Linked DNA regions of Mus musculus: region 2 is linked to region 1. The links are chromatin contacts, called in public Micro-C maps. All regions are on one chromosome and are shown on one strand. Each heading gives the region's core, a stretch centred on a gene start, on an enhancer-like site or on the middle of the called end of the contact. The rest is flanking DNA. Distances are from core to core; before and after follow the strand shown.

Region 1 (5,086 bases), core at 1,318-3,817:
CTCTCCCCGCTTCCAGTTCAGTCTGACCCTTTTCTACTTGACAACAGACACTAAGATGTATCCGTACGGAGAACGTCCCCAGATGTGATAACAAACAGAAACGAGGAAGCGTGCATGCTTGATGTCCTGAGTGCTGACCTCCACACACAGCACATTTTAACATACTGGAAGAGTCATGTGAAGGTATTTTCCTCCCCAGCTGAAGCAATGATTTGGAGATGTGTGCATTTGGAAAGAGGGAGCCTCAATTGAGAAAGTGCCTCCACCAAACTGGCTGTGTGCAAGCCTGTGGCTCATTTTCTTGACTGGTGATTTTGATGTGGAAGAGCCCAGCTCACTGTGGGGTGGGTGGTGCCACCCTTGGGATGCTGGTCTGGAGTGCTATGAGATGGCAGGCTGAGGAAGCCATCACAGGAGCAAGCCAGTAAGCAGCCCTCCTCCATAGATTCTCCTTCACTTTCTGCCTTGGGTTCCTGCCCTGGCTTCCCTGGATGCTGATGCACAACCTGAGAGTCATAAGCTGGAATAAACCCTTTCCTTTCCAAGTTATTTTTTGTCATTGTGATTTACCAAAGCAATAGAAATGATTTCTAAGGTTTTAAGACAGACTTCATTAAACACAACATCTAAAAAGAATTCATTAGCTCACTGCATATGCCATGCAAGTTTCAACCTCGTCATTATTTAATGTAATTAAAGACATGGGAATCTACATTAATAGATGAGAGTGAAGCCACTAACCTCATGCAGAGAGTCCCCATGAGCTGTCTTCGTGTGGCTAGGAAGGAATATGTTTAGGATTTGCCTCTAATTTCCAAACACCAAGCTACTGTGTAATTCTTCACATTAGTGAGTTGGGAGATGTACCCCCGAGTGGTAGAGTGCTGTCTTTGCACTCCTTTCAATACCCAGAAATCAGAAAAAGAACCCCAAAACAAAAAGTTCACACTCAGACACATATACACCATGCCAAGGTAAGTGAACAGGCATGTACACACTCATGGGACACTCGTGTACACAAAACAAACTTTAGCTAGTTTCTTTCAGAATGTATTAAAACCATGAAAACTTCCAAAAATATGATTAATGTTTGTTGCCTTGCCCTGTACTGCCTGTGGCCCGACCCTACCTGCCCTTGGGGGTTGGAGGTGAAGTGACTTTGAGTCAAAGGCACAGACTCCAGAAGCAGGTGAGAAACTCATTTGAATGCCTCTGCAAGCTCCTTTAATACCTTCCAGTAGGGCTCCATTGGTCCCAAGAAAGCATCTCTTCTAAACAGCAGCTCCCAATTGACTGGTATTGCTGCCTGCTTCAGCAATCCTTGATCTCCAGGCAGCCTTCAATTGGGTCCTCCTGCAGGAGATGCCTTTGCAGCTGGCATTTATGCAGAGGCCGCACTGTTCCTCCTACAAATGATAAATCCATGGAAAGTCTGAATTGGAATAAATGCACTGAGAAGTCCTGACAATCTTTTGCAATGTATTTTAAAACATTGCCCAAGAAAGGACTCTTGCATTCATACCACATGATCCAGTAAAGTGAGGTAGGCCTTATGAAAAAAGGGGAATACTGACCACCACATCCCAGATGCTTGGTGCTTTTATTGGTCCCAGCTAAGGGTCTTCTCCATTCCTTCTTGAGAAGTTACTAAAGCATGAAGACATGATCTACCGTATTTGTTCATAAACAATTGTATGATCTTTCTACTACATGTGACCATCTCTATCAAGGCTCTAGTGTTTGAACAAAGTACGTTGCTATTTAAGTATAGAATGCATTAGACAACTCACGTAGCCCATATAGAGGATGCTTACTTACCATCTCCACAGCCACAGAGATAACTGAACCTATCTGTGAAATTTAAGAAGAATGGCAATGACCTTAAGAACTAAATTTTATTTTTTTTTTAACAGACTAAAGAAAGATACATTTTCAGGTTTATTATCTCTGTGGGCATTTGTGATGTTTACAGAGGACCAATGACCAGGAGGTGGGGGAGGGGGCAAGTGTGAGTTTCTATATCACTAACCCCAGTAAGGGTGCTACACCCTAGCACAGCTGACAGGAGGGGGCATTGTTGCTCTGTGGAATTCATGTACTAGGTCACCATCAATGCTAATGGGAAAGGGGTCTGTGTTTAACTCAGGCTATAACAAAAATACAAAACTCTTTATGCAGCAGAATAGCTCTAGTAAAAAGGCAGGTCGACTCCAAAGCTATTGTGTGCAGCTTTTCTCAACGGCTTTAAGATGGCAGCCAGACTTTTGACACCTTAAATTTGATTTGGTGGTAGGTAAACTTCATTTTTTCCATGGGCATCTCCCCTGGGAAGTTGTCTTCTGAAATGCAAAAGCAAAACCTCTGCTTTGGGAAGTTTACAACCATGATGAATTCATTTTTACTCCTCTTGGATAGTATTCACAGCGGGGAGAGTTGCAGACAAGACGAACAAAAATAAAATATCCCAAGACAAGCAGTTTCAGTGATGTGGTTCCAACACCGAGCCTGCCAGAGATCTCATGGCAAGTCCCATTACTGAGATACCTCCTGCCCGGAGGAGTTTGGAAATATACGTGCACACGCTGTTGGCTCCGAGCCTCTGCTGACGTTCCTCTCGCCCTCTCTGACACCCCTCCACCCCCAGCTTAGCAGTTTAATCAAATCTATCAGAAGAGACAGCTGTGGTTCCATTTTCATTCTGGAGATAATGAGCCGGAGTCTGTGAGCTCTCCTCCAAGCCACCTCCCAGACAGACACCTCATACACTGACAGACCGGCCTCCTGGCCAGCTGTTTCTCACTATTTGAAGCTGATTAGACCTGCAGCCTTTGAGGGCTAATAGCCGCTCTTAGCATTTTGAGAGGGCCACAACTTGAAATAGCCTCCTCCCTTTGGTGGTTCCCACAGCTCTTCACTGAACCATCCAGGAAATGTAAACAGGACACTACTTCACACTCCTGAGAGCCTGCGATGTTAACTTGTTTGCCCGACACTCACTGAGTAGCTTAATTAATTATCTGTGGGTGGCAGATTACATGAAGTCACCCTAGCCCATTAAGTATGCATTTCCTGCATCTAAGTATATTATGAAAACATGGCCGTGTTTTCTTCTGGAGTTCAGAGTGTTTAGAGAGCCTGTCTTGTTCTTTAAGGCCTGGCTGCTTCGTATTTACGTTAGACTGATCGAATTTCAAATGTGAAAGTAAAGATAAAGTACCTGAAAACGTTAAATCCAAGCCATGCGTCATTTGAACAAACTTCTGACAGACACAGAGGACTTGCTAGGGCCTTCCCCACACCCCCAAGGCCACAGAGGATCCCTGTGTGTTCACCCTCCTGGGCTCCTTGCAAAGAGAATTCTTTGTGCATTACGAAACCTTCAGACGAGGTTCCTGTGGGCCCCACCTGTGGCTGAAAACACTTAATTTGGGGTCTGAGTTCCTTTAAGAGACACTGCAATGCCCTGTCTGCCATCTCTCCCCCTACCTCGGTACTTATTTTCAGTTACATCTCAAAGATTAACAAACTGATGGCGATTAAGTTCTCAATAGGTGCTTCGTTGTTAGACTCCGTAGAAGAAAGCTCAAGGAGTCTTTCTAGGACAAAAACATCGAGAAAGCAAAAAATGTCCTTCATGCCTGCTAATAATTTTCTCTGTTCTGCACATATGTTTCAGACCACAGGAGTGGGGTGGAGTTAAGCTACAATACTATCCTTATTTTGGAGAAGGGAGGGGTCCCAGCTAAGCTATTCTAGTGGGAATTAACAGAGAGAGACAGAGAGAGACACATGACCGAGAGATTTTTGGTGTGTTTTTAGTTTCTAATTGTACATGTATTTCTGGCTTTTTTTAAGGAAGGACAGAGCTATAGGAGATCTGGAATCAGAACCTAAAGTGACCTACATAAAAGCAACGCTCTGATTCCCTAATTAAACCAAGCTGCGGCTGCGGGCTCTGCAAATAGCTGCCAAAAATTCATCCATTCAATCTTCCGCTTATCCTCCAGGAATGCAGAGGGGCGGGGAAGGGGGCGGCGGGGAAGCAGAGGCCGGGGATTGTCCTAGCTCATGTATTTGCTCTCCGGTGAGGGGGTCCTGCGTTCCCGGAGCACAGTCGCCTGGGGTTGGAAAGGATCGCGTGGGGGAGGGGGCTGGGAGGCAGGGGACCAGAAGGGGGATAAAGAGAAAAACAGACTAAATGTTTTAACAGCTGCCCTATTTTTCTTCACCTATTTTGCCCAGGGATCTGGTTTCCTTCTGGGAGGAGGGCTCTCCCTGGGTCCAGGCTCGCTCCGCAGGGCCTGTTTACTCGGAGAACCACAGTCCTCTTTCTCACCTTGTTTAAGTCTTTACTTTTGAGGGAACTCAGAGCAGGAAGAAGAAACTGGAATGGTTGCTGAGCTCCGAATTTTAAGTAGAAACTGGGAACAAAGTAAAGTAAAATAAAATCTGGCCCTCCCCACCCCCCCGCACCCAGTCTCCTCCTGCCAGTGCTTCTTGGACAAGAAAAACTGTTCTTCAGCGAAGATGGTCCCTCATTCTCTCATTCTCACATAACTTCCTTTAGCTGAGCGTTGCAGACGGTATGTTAATTGAGTATTAGATGACGAAGCTGCAAAAATCGGAGGGAATAGCGCTATTAGCCAGACACTCGGGGATTCCAGCACCACACAAAGGTAAAAACCAAATGGAAAAGACCAGCTATTTATTTTTTGCTGAAAAGAGTTTGTACTGTCACTTGGGGGTTTGCTGTGGAGAATTTTCCCAGACGAAACATTTGCCGACTTTCCCTCGATTTCATTCACAGACACGCCACCTAAACATACATTAGCAGCGCCTAGTCTAGTCTATCAGAAACTCAACGCTCCGGGAGGAATCCTTACCGCCAAACATAAGTCTTAACTGTTGCCAGGATTCAGTTACGCAAGAGGACTTTGGGAGACCCAGGTACCTCAAAATGGAGCACTCCGAATTGGTATTCACGACATGTTCCTCACTAGGGTCATGCCCAGGGAAAGCTGCAGTATTTGTCAGGGTTTAGCCTTCCCACCTCTGTCTTCTCCACTCAGTTTCAGCCTCTTAGCCA
Region 2 (5,086 bases), core at 945-3,444, 360 kb after region 1:
GGTAGGTTTCCCCTGAAAAGGTAGCTTTTGAAAAGTGAGGAAAACAGACTACAGGATATCTAGCAACAAACTTCAGACTACTCGGGCAAAAGAGGGTTGTGCCTGGCACATCTGACTATACAAAAGACTCTCCCAAGCCTGGGCCAGAGAACAAGCCAATATTGTGGAACTCTGCCCTCTGGGAGTGAGGTGGCCACGGCCCTCTAAAAATCCTACAAATCGGTGTATTCGGGGTTACCCTACAAACCCTCAGGAGACCAGCACCATTGGTGTCCCCTCACAGAAGGAAAGGAGAGGGCTCAACCAAACCCTCAACTGAGAGTCCGGGGCACTTCTCCTCTCTCTGGCTCCCTGCACAAGTGGTGCTTGGTCTAAGGCTTCTAGAGGACTTAGGGTATAGACTGATGTCGGGGCTCCATCTTTGGTACTGTGGGGGGCACCAAACGCTGGCGCGATGGTTGTGCTTTTTGGTTATGCCTGGGACTGAGTCACTTGTGCTCCTAATTCGTTGATTTACCAAGCTGGGACTTTATATTTCTTCCCATCTCCCCGGGAAAAGAAAAGGGAGCAGGGTAAAAGCTCTAAGTCAGCTCTGCAAGCCAAGAATTCCTTCCTTTTATTGTGCATCGTCTCAAGCTCCAGGGAACATCAGAAAAATCAGTTCTGTGAATACAAGACCCAGAAACAACTGGATCCGTAGGACAGCTGCCCTCGCGTTCACTCTCTCCAGTTTTAAAGCGGCTTCGCAATGCACAGGGTTCAGCACATCGGCGTGCTCTGTGATTCCAGCACAAATTCTTCCTCTGGGATGAGCTATTAATCTGCAGGAGACTCGGCCGTGTCCGGGAATATCACTCAGTGTGATCAGTTTATATAAATTCCTCTAGCTGTACAAAAGCTGGTGCCAAACAATCAAATAAGCCAAAACACTAGAAGAACGAAAGCAAAACCACATACAAAAATATCAAATATAATAACTGCAAAGAGTCAGAGTTTGAGAACATGGTTAACAGACAGGCAGAAAGTAAGCACGGTTGATGTTTTTTAGGCTGTCCCCTCCAGCCCCCTGGGAAATCATTTCAGACTATTTCAGAACCTATACATATTTTCACACTATGTGCAGTTGTGAATTTTTATAGTTTGTGGTACTATAATTGCGTTAGAATTACTGAAGTTGCACCTGAACTGTGGTATATTCATAAGAATCACCTTTTGATATTTGGCACTAGCTTATTGAAGGAACTCAGCTACATTTTTTTTTTAATTCTCTGAGCTTCAATTTTTGAGGATACAGTTCAAAAGTAGTTTGGACTATTTTGCAAACATAATCACTCGTGTTTATTTCACTTACACCAGTCTCTCCGCGGTCTTCACTTTGTTCTCTGTCCATGAGCAGTATCCTCCAGTATTTAAATAACCTTATTTAAATATTTACACAGCCTGCATCCTCATAAAATAATTTCTTGATGGTACTGAGCCAAGGAAGTGTACCAGTTTGACCAACTGTAAAGCCATCTACATCATTATAATATGTATAAAATGATCGTAAATATGTAACCGTGAAACCTGTTGTCCTGCATTAATTATCCTACACATTATTAATCTCATTGCACTATGTTAATACAATAAATATTATATAACAGTGAGTACATACACCTTGTGTATTTGAAGCTTACGTGTTGTCAGAATTACTGGTAATTCTGGAAAAACGTACCACCCAAACTCCACATTCATAATAAGAACGCATCTTGTTTCTTTTATGTGTTTTGGATTTCGGCTACCGGCCCTGAGAACTTCCTAAATGAGAGGTAGGAACTCTGGCAGAGGGAGCAGACACAGGGAGTCTCCGCAGTCTGGAGCTGGCCGCACAACCTGTGGAGTCAGAGTTTCCTGAGCATGCGCAGTTCATCAGCTGTGCCTGGCGAAGCTCCTGTGTGATACACCAGCTTTTAACTTACAAACACTATGAGGTCAGAGAAGACTGTGGACAAAAACAAAGAATCTTAATAACGACATTTTAAAATGCTAGTTTTAAAGGTGACCTTTTAAAATGAAACTGATTTATTTATATCCGACAGATTGGTCGATCTCATAGAAATCAAGGTTTTAGAAGACAGACTGCAGGCTGCTGGTTTGAAACTTAGGCTGTTGGTGGTGGGGATGCGGTGCATGGCTGCTAGAGCAGCAGAGAAATTTTCTTTGAGGGTGTAGTCAATGTTGCAGGCTGCTCCACTAAATAACGCCATCCGTGTTCATGAAAGCAACCCTAATTAAACTCAGTGGATCACAAACAAGCAGAACAAACAGATAAACACACGTGAAAATTGGAGTGGAGTTTGTCACGGAGAAAGATGGATGAGAAGGGGCCATGAGGTGAAATGACTGACTGGCGGTATTATATACACAAGTGCGATTTTCAAAGAATAATCAGTTTTTAAATAATGACAGCAGATCCAGGAGACAATGTTTTCTTTCTTAGGGGCTGCTCTTCCCACCCTTCTAGGAACTCCTACATCCCCACTCTTTCTCCTTTCTCTTCCCCCTTTCCACAGGATATGTATGGCTTTCCTCGCTTCCCATGACTTCTCTCCTCTTCCCTTTCCCCCTGGCCACCATTCTCTGCACCACAGCATCGCTCACTCCCTTAAATGACCGTCCTGCTCTCTCTTGCTCGCTTTCGTTTGCTTATATGAAAATGCCTCTTGGCAAAGTCTCTCCTCCAGATACCCCCGGCCCTCGCGCAAAATGCCTGGAAAATTAATTCCATGTACATTTTAGGAAATATCGCTCACAGCTGCATTTTTCCATTAGAAATGGTTTCAAAGGCTACAGAAAGAAACCACAGCCAAATGAGGCAAAGTTTAAGTGAGAAAACATGTGCGGACCATTAAGCCGAGTGACAGGAAAGAGGTTACATTTCCAGAGCTACGGAGTTCTGCAAATGCCCTTCAAGCAAACAAGAGCATTTTTTTTAAAACTTAAAAAAGAATCAGACTGTCAAGGCAGAATTTACAAAAATAAAATTCACATTTAGACTGAAGGATAATTAAGGCTCAACTTCGTAAGCAACTCGTAATCAGGGGCCACATATATGAAAGTAACTTGAGGAGTGTGCTAACGATGAAAGAGAGTGCACCAATAGTTCACCTCATGAATTACGATGACCCTTTTGACTGACATAGATGTCACTCCCCATTTTCTGATTTTTTAACATGTCATCTATATACACATAATAACAAGATTAATAGCAGTGAACTATTGAAGCATTACCTAATCTACTGTGTTTGAGAAGAAATAATAGAAAAAACAGCTCTTTTTACAGCATTCCCAGTTTCAGAAGAATCTGCATACATAGTCTTGTTCCATAGGGGGCTAGCACTGTGTGTCTTTGAGAGAAATGAAGTGGCGTGCTCTGTTGCTTAAATACCTTGAAAAGAAAGTGGGATGTAGACAGGGTTTGGCTGTGATAGTAAGCGGCCATTTTGACTTTGTGAGGCTGAATGTCCATTGTAACCATGGGTTTTCTAAATCAATCATGAAGGACCTGATGTGAAATATTAACTCGATGGCCAAGGATGTCTATGAGTTAGAAAGACCTCTAAGAGGAGGGGTAACAGGGAAAATTGGAGGCTTAATTTACCCCGTGGCTGACATCTTGCTTCTCTGCCACCCTACAAAGGTCAGCTCTGAAACACAGCTTGGTTTAGAGGAGCCATTGCAAACTCCACCTACCAGCCAGTCAGCTGACTTGGAAACTGATGACAGCTCAGGGGACAGCTCAGGGGAGCATTTCCTCAGCAGTGGCTTCTGCTGAGAGAGCTCCATTACAACTGTGTCCTGAAATGCCACAGGGCTGGAGATGTTGAGTCAGGCTCCAGTAGCAATATATACATTCATGCATACATACGTACATACGTACATACACACATACACACACACATACACATGCATACATACGTACATTTATATATACATACATGCATGCATACACGTACACACATGCATACATACACACATACATGCACACACACACATGCACACATATAATTTATCTTAACAATGTTTCTAGAGTGGAGCTAAAATTCTTTGCAGAATCAGAACACTTTTTTGTTTGTTTGTTTTGAGACAAGGTTTCTCTTTGTAGCTCTAGCTGTCCTGGAACTCACTCTGTAGACCAGGCTGGCCAGGAACTCTCAGAGATCCACCTGACTCTGTCTACTGAGTACTGGGATTAAAGGCATGTGCCACCAAGCCACAACACTCTTAAGAGTGCACAGGCTGTGTAGGGACTAACTAAGAGTTCAAGGCTGAGTTTCATTTCAGGGTAAGAATGAGCACATTATCCCCCCCCCCCCACCTCCCCAGATAACAGTGTCATATACCAAGCTCTGTGGAATTGGTACCAACAGCCCTTGGCTCTATTTACATAAGGTCTTCAACAGTCACTCCTATTTTTTACTTATTTTATTTTAAATTATATTTCAAAGGATTGATTACTTAAAAATCAAATAATATTATAAAGCCCTCAAACCTAAAACAAGCAAACACTCGATTCTGACCTTGTCTTGTCTTGTCTTGTCTCGTCACCAGGAGCAAAAACCTTGAACTTGTTTAATGGGTAGGGTTTTCTCCATACTAATAATAGTTATATACTAGTTTTTAAAGTTTGACCTAATCAATCATTTTTATTCAGAACATCTGAAAATCTTTGGTGATTTCCCATGCCTCCTCTATTCTCCAGGTGTGGTTTTATTTCAGTTTTTTAAATAAGTTTTTTTCAGTTTTTTAAATCTAGTCTCTCATATACTTTGCACCTAAACTTATGTATTTATAGTGGGGTTTTAAGACTCACTCAGATTTCAGCTTGACTGACTTGGAAATCAGAGTGACTGTGGGTGATATATATCCCTCTGGCTCGATATTACCATCCACTGATGATCAAAGATATACCTATTCACAGAACTTTACCAAGTAGTGACATAATTCTACAATTTTTTATCTCAAATATATTTGTAAAGATAAACATATTCCCATCAACTACTATTTCTCTATAGCCCAGTTTAAACATGAAACTCATAATTTCTTA

What was found. A called contact is a pair of places that touch in the nucleus more often than the background predicts.
Region 2: a contact with region 1 is called in a Micro-C map of embryonic fibroblasts, with 3 times the contacts expected there. The contact joins two enhancer-like sites. A contact is called at or near these places in 5 of 484 Hi-C or Micro-C datasets (adipose-derived mesenchymal stem cells, embryonic fibroblasts, nephron progenitors and 1 more), 4 of 115 datasets of contacts at active chromatin or transcription factors (craniofacial prominence, embryonic limb bud, embryonic stem cells and 1 more) and 1 of 9 other capture datasets (embryonic stem cells).

Annotation. Positions count from the first base shown.
Region 1 is chr10:125,782,989-125,788,074 of GRCm38.p6, forward strand. No RefSeq gene overlaps it. Among named protein-coding and RNA genes, the nearest start is that of Gm29862, 12 kb to the left of the region's middle. Within about 2 kb of position 2,568, at least 76 of the 459 cell types and tissues checked have an H3K27ac peak or open chromatin away from gene starts, as enhancers often do. A contact at or near this core is called in embryonic fibroblasts and nephron progenitors, where this site is marked.
Region 2 is chr10:126,142,152-126,147,237 of GRCm38.p6, forward strand. No RefSeq gene overlaps it. Among named protein-coding and RNA genes, the nearest start is that of Gm30041, 51 kb to the left of the region's middle. Within about 2 kb of position 2,195, at least 38 of the 459 cell types and tissues checked have an H3K27ac peak or open chromatin away from gene starts, as enhancers often do. A contact at or near this core is called in embryonic fibroblasts and nephron progenitors, where this site is marked.